Linked DNA regions of Mus musculus: region 2 is linked to region 1. The links are chromatin contacts, called in public Hi-C maps. All regions are on one chromosome and are shown on one strand. Each heading gives the region's core, a stretch centred on a gene start, on an enhancer-like site or on the middle of the called end of the contact. The rest is flanking DNA. Distances are from core to core; before and after follow the strand shown.

Region 1 (4,647 bases), core at 282-2,781:
AATATCCCTTTCCTCTTCACACTCTTCTTCAGGAAGAGTGAAATAGCATCTCATCTATGCCCAAGCTTGTCACCATCACAGGACCAAGCATTCTCCTTACTTCTTCAGTGGGAATGAGCCACAGGTGGTAAGCTGGGGTCCTAGGCTTCCAGAATATAAGAGGTGAATGTACCTCTGTCCAAGGGACAGTCCGTGGTCTCCAGCACTCCAGCCCTTCCCCAACCCTGCAGTACATCTTCACAGCTGCCAGCCAGGCCCAAGGCCAACATTCCCTTGCTATTTCCTTAGCTGGCAGGCTTTCCTGTTTTTGCCTTGTCCTTTGTGCGGACAATGGGGCCCGTGAAAGCCCAACTAGGTCAGATGGCTTCTCTACTCACCATTGTCCCATGGCTCCCCCTTCCTGAGGAGCACAGAATCCTGAAGTTGTCTTGTTCCTAGGGATGCTCTTTGACCACAGCTATCCCTGATTATCCTGTAGCAAAACGGCAATGCTGCCCACCCACCTCTGACTCTATCTCCATCAGCCTTCATCTCTGCCTTTATTTTTCACCTGTCTCTCTATAGCATGACTGGCCCCTGACCAGAATGTGTGGACCAAGAAGGTTCTGCTTTGCTCACTACTCAGCTGCATAGCAGCACAGCACCTAGAATACTGTTTCACATGTATCTGTTAGGTACATGGAGAAGAGATGAAGGCACTAACGTAATGTATGAGACCTGGTCTGATATGTGATGTCCACTGTATTCCCTGACTCCTCAAGACTTCATCAATAGCTCACCTGTCTTTCTACCCCATAGCCTGAGCTTTATAAGTTGTGTGCTACTCTGAGTTTTAAGTCCTGCCATGGAATGATCACAGAGAAAGAGAGGCTGCCCTTTGGCTGCATCACTGGACACTGGAGCCACAGACCAGGTCTCTGCAGTCTTCCCCATGGGGACCACATAACCACCACCATTCCAGAGTGCCCGTTTCAATTTGAGAAGAACACAACAGCGGCAGGGTATATGTCGTGTACCTCTTTTCAGCCAAAGGATGGGAAGTCTGCCCAGAGTTTACTGGGACAAATAGTCCTCAGAATGGGGATTGGAAAAATGGAATAATATGCATCCATTGTCCTCACCACACACTGCACTTCAGAGTGCACAGGCTTTGCTGAAAGCTAGCTTACGGAGAAGACAAGATTGCTGTGTGCAGTGCAGGAGGTAATCTCTCTGTATCCCAGGGGATGACTCCATCTGTCCTTCCTCCCCCGCGGCAGGGCCAGCCTGCGGAGACAATGGGAGGGAGGATAAATGGCCACATTGTAACTTATTTGATTTTGGATGGGTGGAAGGAAAGGCTTGATGTAGGGTGTCAGTGTCTGACATGAGCATGTCAGGCGCTGTGTGATGAGATAGGCAGGCACTTTTGGTTCCAGGCAGAGAGAAGGACAGGCGGGCACCCCTCCAAGGGGGTCACAGTAGGGACCAAGTGCTGGAAGCAGGGAGTGTGGGAGGATGCTGAACGGGGTCATTTAGTCACAACATGAATATTAATGAATGGCTATGAAACACACATGGAGCCCAGCCATGGAGTTCAGCACCATTCAGCTCCTGACTCTTCTTTGCACTGTGATAATAAAAGCTCCATTCGGCTGAGGATGGGGAGAACACCAAGATGACTCGCATTTCCTCTTAATCATCTCCAGGGATAAAACATGAACTGCCCATGTTGTGTTCTTAGCTGCCAGAGGCACTCCAATGGGATGGGATAGCTTCCTTTCCAGTGGCATCATTTTTTTTTTTTGGTCTATGTCTCTTATGTCCAGTTATTCTCAATGCCTGAAGGACAATCTTTGCCCTTTTGCTCTGGTGTGCCTTACTCTTGCAGGTCCCTGGTACGTGAAGCTGCTTGGCATTAAAATTTTCCAGAGCTGGTGATATAGCCTTTACTCTCACTCTTTCTGTGCAAGGAATAATATTCACAACTCCGATCTCTTGATATAATGTGTTGTTGGTAAAATGGAAGGGAAAGAGAGAACAGGATGCCTTTTGTTTATTTCAAACACCCCCCACCCAGCCAAATCAACACAAAATGGAAGGAATAGTCTGTTCTGCTGATAAACATTATTGTAACTTCTCATGAGTATATAGGGACATCCTTGTGGATGGATAATCAGAAACTGAAGTTCCCATTTAAGGTTGGGTCTCATACATACCTGCCTTTCTTTCTTTGTCTTCAGTACATTGATACCTTCCTGATGCTCCAGTTCCCAGGCGGTTTAGCTTCTCTGACCTCCAGGTTCTCTCCACTTACAGCTCCATTTTCTTTATCTCTTCTTTTCAGAACCCCACCTTTATTGATAAAACTTTGCTGGATCAAATGGCTCCCCACCTAATAGAGCTTACCTTCCTAACAGGGGTGCTCCTTTCTCAGCTGCAGAGACTCTGTACCCAGAGGGAACCAAGTCTTAGACTCTGCGGGAGCTTAGCCCTAATTCTTACTTCGTGGCTTTTTTAGTGGAATCCAGGAGAGCACTTAGCTACTGAGATATCATCAGAGGCAGACAAATGAAACTAGAATTAGATATATTAGGGAGTGTGCCCATGATGACTTCTAAGCTCTCTACCCCATACCATACTTGTGTGAATGGCTTTGGGGTTCTGAGGTTGTCAGTTAACAGATTATCCTGCTTCTTGTGGCTCAGATTTATCTCTTTACAGTTTATTCTGCCCCTTCAATGTAGCACCTGTGATATTCAGACTTCTCTCCTTCTGCACTCCTTTCTCAGCAGCCTCCAGTGTGTGTCTTTATGACCAGTGATGGCGAGGCAGGTGGGGACCTGTGTAGAGTGCTGATAGCAGATACCTGTCCTAGTTTGATGAGGTTAGTGATATGGTTCAAGGCACTGAGCTCCTCTTGGAGAGGTAACTGTTGTGGATTGCCCTGGTGCAATTTGTATTTTATGCTAATTCTACTTCCTTAAGAGGGACTGCCCCATAAGGAGGGGACCACATACTCGGGTGATTTTATGTGAACCTTCTCCCCATTTAAACTGGTCCAATAAAGGCTAGAGCCTGTGGTTGGGCAGTGGAAGGGAAAGGTAAGGCTGGAGGTTTAAGAGAGGCAAGAGAGGAATGGAGAAGGGGAGATGAGGAGACAGAAGAGATGGAGGAAGAGGAGGTAGAAGAAAAATGGAGCAGAACCACGTGGTCTGGAGGAGCCACAAGTAGCCAGGGAGCTCATAGCTGGGGAATAAAGTAGTATAGTGGTGTATCTGCCCAATCTAGGCATGATGTTTATGAATATAGCTGAGTTGTGTGTTCTTTGCATGGGCTTATTGGAGTTGGAGATTTACCACAACAGGTGACCACTTGTCTCCTTGTTCTGAGCCTTTCCCATGACTCTTTAGATTTTTTCCAGTTCCCGTTATGAACCATGGCATTCATGGGGATGAGGAAGAGGACTCTGTTCTCTGACTCCTGCCTAGCTCCACATACACTCTGACATTCTTCCATAACTGCTGACCAGAGGGATGGGCTTCCCTGTGCCTCTTCCTCTACACTATACATTTCTTTTGGTCAGATTCTTTTCCCAGGATGCATGGAGAGCAGTCACATTTCCTAGGATCTGAGAACACAGGACTGAGTCCCAGGTGCTGTAACTACAGTGTAGCAAGAACATGAGTTCTGTAGCTGGCTACCCTGGGCTCAGGAAGTAACCTTCCACTCACCCATCCCTGGAAGGTCTCTGAAATGTCCCTTCCTTTCAGGCATATGGTCTTGACCATTGCATACTGGTTTGCTGCTCATGTCCACTCCTGTGAGCTTCCAGAAAATTTCAAGGTGGTTGTAAACATGAAGTGTCCATTAAAGGAAGACCTGAAGAAATTCACTTTTTGAGCTAGAAAATCCAAGTGAAAGAATGACAGGCCAGAGAATTGAGAATAAAGACCATTATAAGTGGCAAGTATTTTAAAAAGTTGGGGACTGGATAAATGCACAGTGGGTAAGAGCACTAGCTGCTCTTCCAAAGGACTCATTTTTCATCCCTAGCACCAAAGTGATGGTTCACAGCTGTCTGTAAATCTGTCCCAGATTTAACACCCTTTTCCAGCCTCTGAGGACACCAGACATGTGTAGAACCCACATTTTTATTTATATGAATAAATGGAGGCAGAACATTTATTCATATAAATAAAAATAAATCTTTTTTAAAAATTAAAAAAAAAAGTGTGCTGTATGTGCCAAAAGCCTGGTACAACATGAAAACTTGAAGTAACTTAGCATTGTTAGTTTGGGATCATATTTTCTTTTCTGAAATTGGACAAAGGGATCTGGCCTCATCGGTGATTGTGACATACAATTGGGCTGATGGAATTGACTGGAAGATTATGAAATATTAGACAATGCAGTTCTGACTGGTTCTAGCCCTTCAGGTTCCTGATGCTTGACTTCCCCAAAATGAGTAAGAACTTGAACTGAACCCAGGAACCTATAGCCCTCAGAGTGTTTCCTGCAGGGTACAGCAGCGCCCTGTGCTTGTGGTGCCACATGGCGGCTTATAGCATGTGGTGGCACGTGATGAGCTTGCCCAAGGGAATCTCTGAGATATAGCTGCCTTTGAGTAACTCATGCTGCCATAAGTAATCCTCCCCAAACTTCATT
Region 2 (4,667 bases), core at 141-2,640, 150 kb after region 1:
ATTCAAAGACAAGTTGTCAGTATTGCTCCTGGGGCCCCAAGAAGCTACATTAATAAGAACAAAATTCTCTGAGAACTCAGGTAAGAGAAGTCACTAATCCCTCAAAGAAGAAGAGAGGGGACAGAAGTTACAGAGAGTGTAATTTATACTGAGTGTCAGAGAAGAAGGACAAGTTTGCTGAGTACAAATCAGGGAGCAGGTACTTTAGGCAAGTTTAGCATCGTGGAACACTTCTAGGAGTATTGAAAGTGTTTAACTTTGTAGCACCTTGGTGCCCTATCCCGTAGGCCTTACTATCAGAATGGTCGTTGCATCTTCTCTGTAGGAGAGGAATGGGGCAGGAAGTGCAGCTGGCCTCTGGGTTGAACAACAGTCATTTCTCTGTTTCTTTTTTGTCTTATGACCCAAGAGACCTTGATGATGGTGGACTTGCAATATAAAGCATCTTTATCATCCAGTTCATCAGGTGACCCACCAGGGCCTCATTCATATAAGTGATACCTGCAGCCCTGTTTTGAAAGTACTTTCCAACTCACATTTCAGTGCTACTACTGACTCCAAGATCAGAGTATCAGTAAACAATGAGTTAAAAAAATTCATTTATTACAATATAATTACATTGTGCCCTCTTCCTTTAATTCCCTTATTCTTTCTAATCCTGCTCATATATCTTTCCTTGCTTTTTCAGATTCTTGATATCTTTTTTTCTTTAATTGTTGTTAATTAATACAAATACAGTCTTCTCACTTCATGCAGTTACATATATGTACAGGTATAGGTATAGGTATAGGTATAGGTATAGGTATAGGTATAGGTATAGGTATAGGTATAGGCATAGGCATAGGCATAGGCATAGGCATAGGCATAGGCATAGGCATAGGCATAGGCATAGGTATAGGTATATGCCTAAACAAGAACTGAACAAGGGTGACATCAATAGAAGTGCTAAGAAAAACTTGGTGAGCTTTGAAATGCTCTCTGCAGCTTCCAAGATGCAGTTGAAATAGAATATTTCCAGTCTGAGTCTGGAATTGCTATTTGTCAAAAACAGATCTTTGAGACAGTGTAAGCTACGTTGAAAGCAAAATGTAATTTTAGCAAAGATTAGGCATTATGGGAATCCTAAGAGACAAACTAGAGTCCTGCTTCCTGACATTTGCTGTGTGGTCCTAGATATCAGGCTACCTCTTCCAGCACTGCTATCCTCATCCGTCTATCATGTTATACTATTTGGGCTTTCATCACAGTGGAACATCAGTACAGAACCAGTGTTATTAGAGATGCTAAATCTTCAACTCCATTAATTTTTATTATTTCTATTGGTGTCTGTTTAGTATCCATGCTGGCTGGGACTTTGTGGGTTAGAGTGACACCAATAGACACTAATGCGGAAGTGGGAAATCTCACTGGATCCTATCCCTAGACAATAAACGACAGGCAACTAAGGAGTGCTGAGAGCAGAAGAATTAGTCTTCCTCAGAGAAGAGCCTCCTGTCCCCGATTGGTTCTCCAATACCAAATGCTCAGCTCTGAAATCATTTAGTAGATATATTTTCTACCTGAAATTATACCCCAAACTACTACTGAATTGAGAAATGAGTGAATTAATGAATGCACAAACCAAAGCTTCAAAGCTTCAAAGCATTGAGATTTCTATCTTGGGTCATGGAGGAGTCATGGACATTTCTGATTTAAGGGCAGAGACTTTAGCTAACTGCAGGTATTGATTGCTTTCAAAACTGCTGACCTTGCAATCAAGTGAACCATGACTCCAAATAACTGAGATGTGGCAGAATATGGGACAAATGATGAAAGATGTCGAGTCTGCAGTTTTCACACCTCTTTAGAAACACTCAGAGTCTTTGTTACACATTTTCAGGAAAAGAATAATAGAGATCTATGATCTGAAGATTGGTATATAAATATAACAATCCGATCTAAGAACACTGAGCCAGGGGCATGACCTAGCATGGTTGGCCCCAATGCACCAGCTCTGCCCTGCTTCTCTACCTTTGAAATTTCAGGTTGAGCCGACCCTCCTGTCCATCTTCCCAGTTTTTATAGAAGCAATAAGGCATGTCTTCTAAATTTACTTTCTTTCACAGCAGCTAATTTAATATTTGGAGAGAACAACAGCCATGGCCATCCCTGGATGGTTGTTATTTATATGATCATAAACAAGACAGATTCAGCTCCTGATGCTACTGAATTGCCTTTAGTAGCAGCAGTAAGAGTCTCTGAAAAGTGTGTGTGGGGATAAAAATGAAATCGTCTAAAAGTCACCCCAAAGCATAGGGCCTGGTAAGCTGCTTTCTGCTTATGCACTTATTCTCTTTCTCTCACAAGTAATTTTTATTACTTCTTTTAATTTTTGAGATTATAATATAATTACATCTTTTCTGTTTCTCTTCACTCTCTCCCAGCCCCCCTCTTTTATGTTCAGCCCTTGCTCCTTTTCAAATCCTTGGTCTCTTTTTTTATTGTTGTTATATGCGTACATATGCACACACACACACACACACACACACACACACACACATATTTAGGAGTATATATATATATGTATACTCCTAAATGCATCAGTATAAGCTGATTAGTCTGAATATGATGCACATGTGTTCTCAGGGTTCTACATTCTAAATGTTTTGTCCTTTTACTCACAGATATGTATATTTTCACTCCAAATCAAAGAAACTATTCTTGACAACAGACAGAGGGTGTTACAAAGATCCACCACATCCAATCAAAATGCAGCATTGTGGAGTTCCAGCAGATATATTTGTAATACAACCCCACCCCTAAAGCTCAGGGGGTCTTTGCAGAAGAGCAGGTAGGAAGATTGTAAGAGCCAGCAGAACTGGGAGTTTGCTGTGAGAGTGTGTCTTCTAGGAATGTCAGAATCTACGCACATAAAGTATCATCTACACGACTACTTAAATATGAACTGAACAAGGACAGCAAATAACACGCTGATAAAGAAACGTCAAGAGGCTTCAACTCTACACAATGAACTATAGACAAGTGAGAAATTCTGAGACTGGGAGAAATAGTTTTCCTCAGGGAAGAGCACAGACATTGGTTATCCAATACCAAATGGTTAGCCTTGAAAGGACTTTTTCAAAAAAGATTTTATTTAAGCAGATGAGAAATGGCAAAGACATGGTTATGCCTGTAGTCATGGGCCTCCTTTGTGGAGGGGCTGGGCCTTGGATGTTTGCTCCTCTGTGCATCAAGCTTGTTCTTTTGTTATGTGGATTCTGTGATGGAGCATGGCAGTTTCCAGGATCATTTGGATCTGGTCCTACCTTTCTTGTTTGTAGCTCTCTGGGTAATTGTAGAATGCTTAGAGGATGCAGCATCCTCTAACAAGGAGGGGTTGTTTGGGAGAGCTGGGCTCAGGTTCCAGCCCCCTCTACAGACTTATCTGCATCCTTCATACAATCACAGTCACACGAGAACTAATTAACAGGTCAGATTACAGAGATATTAACTAGTCTGATGGAGGAGTGGTTAAATTTAGACAGTACGAACCTCAGAGATAGAATTTACAGAAGCTAGACTTTATTAGATAGTTCATAAGAGATTTGAACAAAGTTACCTGCATTTTTCTCTCTCTTCCATCCTTCTCTTTCTTTTTTTCCCTCATTCCCCCCCTCACAAATTCTTTAAAAGAAAATGCCAAAGTGAGAGTATGCCTCCCATCATCCAACTTTTATGTTTTTAAAAGCAGCTTTGTGAAACCTTAGATAATCAGGGGCACATTTCATACGATGGACACACATGCACTCAAATGCTTCTTTTTTTTCTCAGTAAGCATTTACAGGTAGCCCTTGTAACATTTTCGTGAGTCAGGACAGAAGGAAAAGGCAGCACCATGGCTTTAAATATACAGAGTCCTTAGCCGTAAACTCTTTAACCAAGTTTTCCAAAAGACAAGTCACAATACTCCAAGGCGATAATAATATTCAAACAAAATGGAAGAACTGGAAAAATGCTATAGTCTTTTATCAAAGAAGGCAGGAAATAAAGGCAAGCCTTTAATAATCCAATGAACATAGAATCTAAATCTAACATTACTCTGTTTGTGAATGATATTGTTTTTATTGTTGCAGAGTAGAATAAAGGTTATGAAAGGCAAAAATAAATCCTTAAGGGAGCTCTGTCTTCAAGCAGCAAGTAGCTTTTCTGAGTTAATCTTTGGTATGCACAGGAAGCCCAGGCCTATACTCCATCACCCATCAGCACGATTGACTGGCAAACTAACCTTTCTTGCACTCAGCTTTAACAGACAGCCTACCTTTCCTAGCAAGCTGAGCTAGTCCTGAAAAGACTTAAGCAGAGGCAGCACAAATTAACTCACCTCAAGGGAACAACAACAACAAAATCATCTAAGCGTGGGATTGTTTTCCCCTCTATTTTCCCCCATAAAATTTCTAAGACTACTTCACACTTCAAAAATAGGGGCTGCATATGGCTTGTACTCAATTTTCCCAAGCTGGGGCAGGAATAAAACTGTCTCATCCACAAATTACTCCTCTCTTCCCGTATGCTTTGTTTTGGTAGATGCTGCAGGTAGCAGGTAGGACAAGAAGGTAGGTTATTGGCCACCACCCCCCCCCCATTATACAGCATGATTTTCAATCATCTTCCTTCTGTGTTCTATTTTC

What was found. Hi-C and Micro-C count contacts between places; a contact is called where the count stands out from the background.
Region 2: a Hi-C map of cortical glia shows a contact between it and region 1, with 2.6 times the contacts expected there. The contact joins two enhancer-like sites. A contact is called at or near these places in 7 of 484 Hi-C or Micro-C datasets (bone marrow-derived macrophages, brain, cortical glia and 3 more).

Annotation. Positions count from the first base shown.
Region 1 is chr15:68,068,230-68,072,876 of GRCm38.p6, reverse strand. No RefSeq gene overlaps it. Among named protein-coding and RNA genes, the nearest start is that of Zfat, 190 kb to the left of the region's middle. Within about 2 kb of position 1,531, at least 46 of the 459 cell types and tissues checked have an H3K27ac peak or open chromatin away from gene starts, as enhancers often do. A contact at or near this core is called in cortical glia, where this site is marked.
Region 2 is chr15:67,922,159-67,926,825 of GRCm38.p6, reverse strand. No RefSeq gene overlaps it. Among named protein-coding and RNA genes, the nearest start is that of Zfat, 330 kb to the left of the region's middle. Within about 2 kb of position 1,390, at least 2 of the 459 cell types and tissues checked have an H3K27ac peak or open chromatin away from gene starts, as enhancers often do. A contact at or near this core is called in cortical glia, where this site is marked.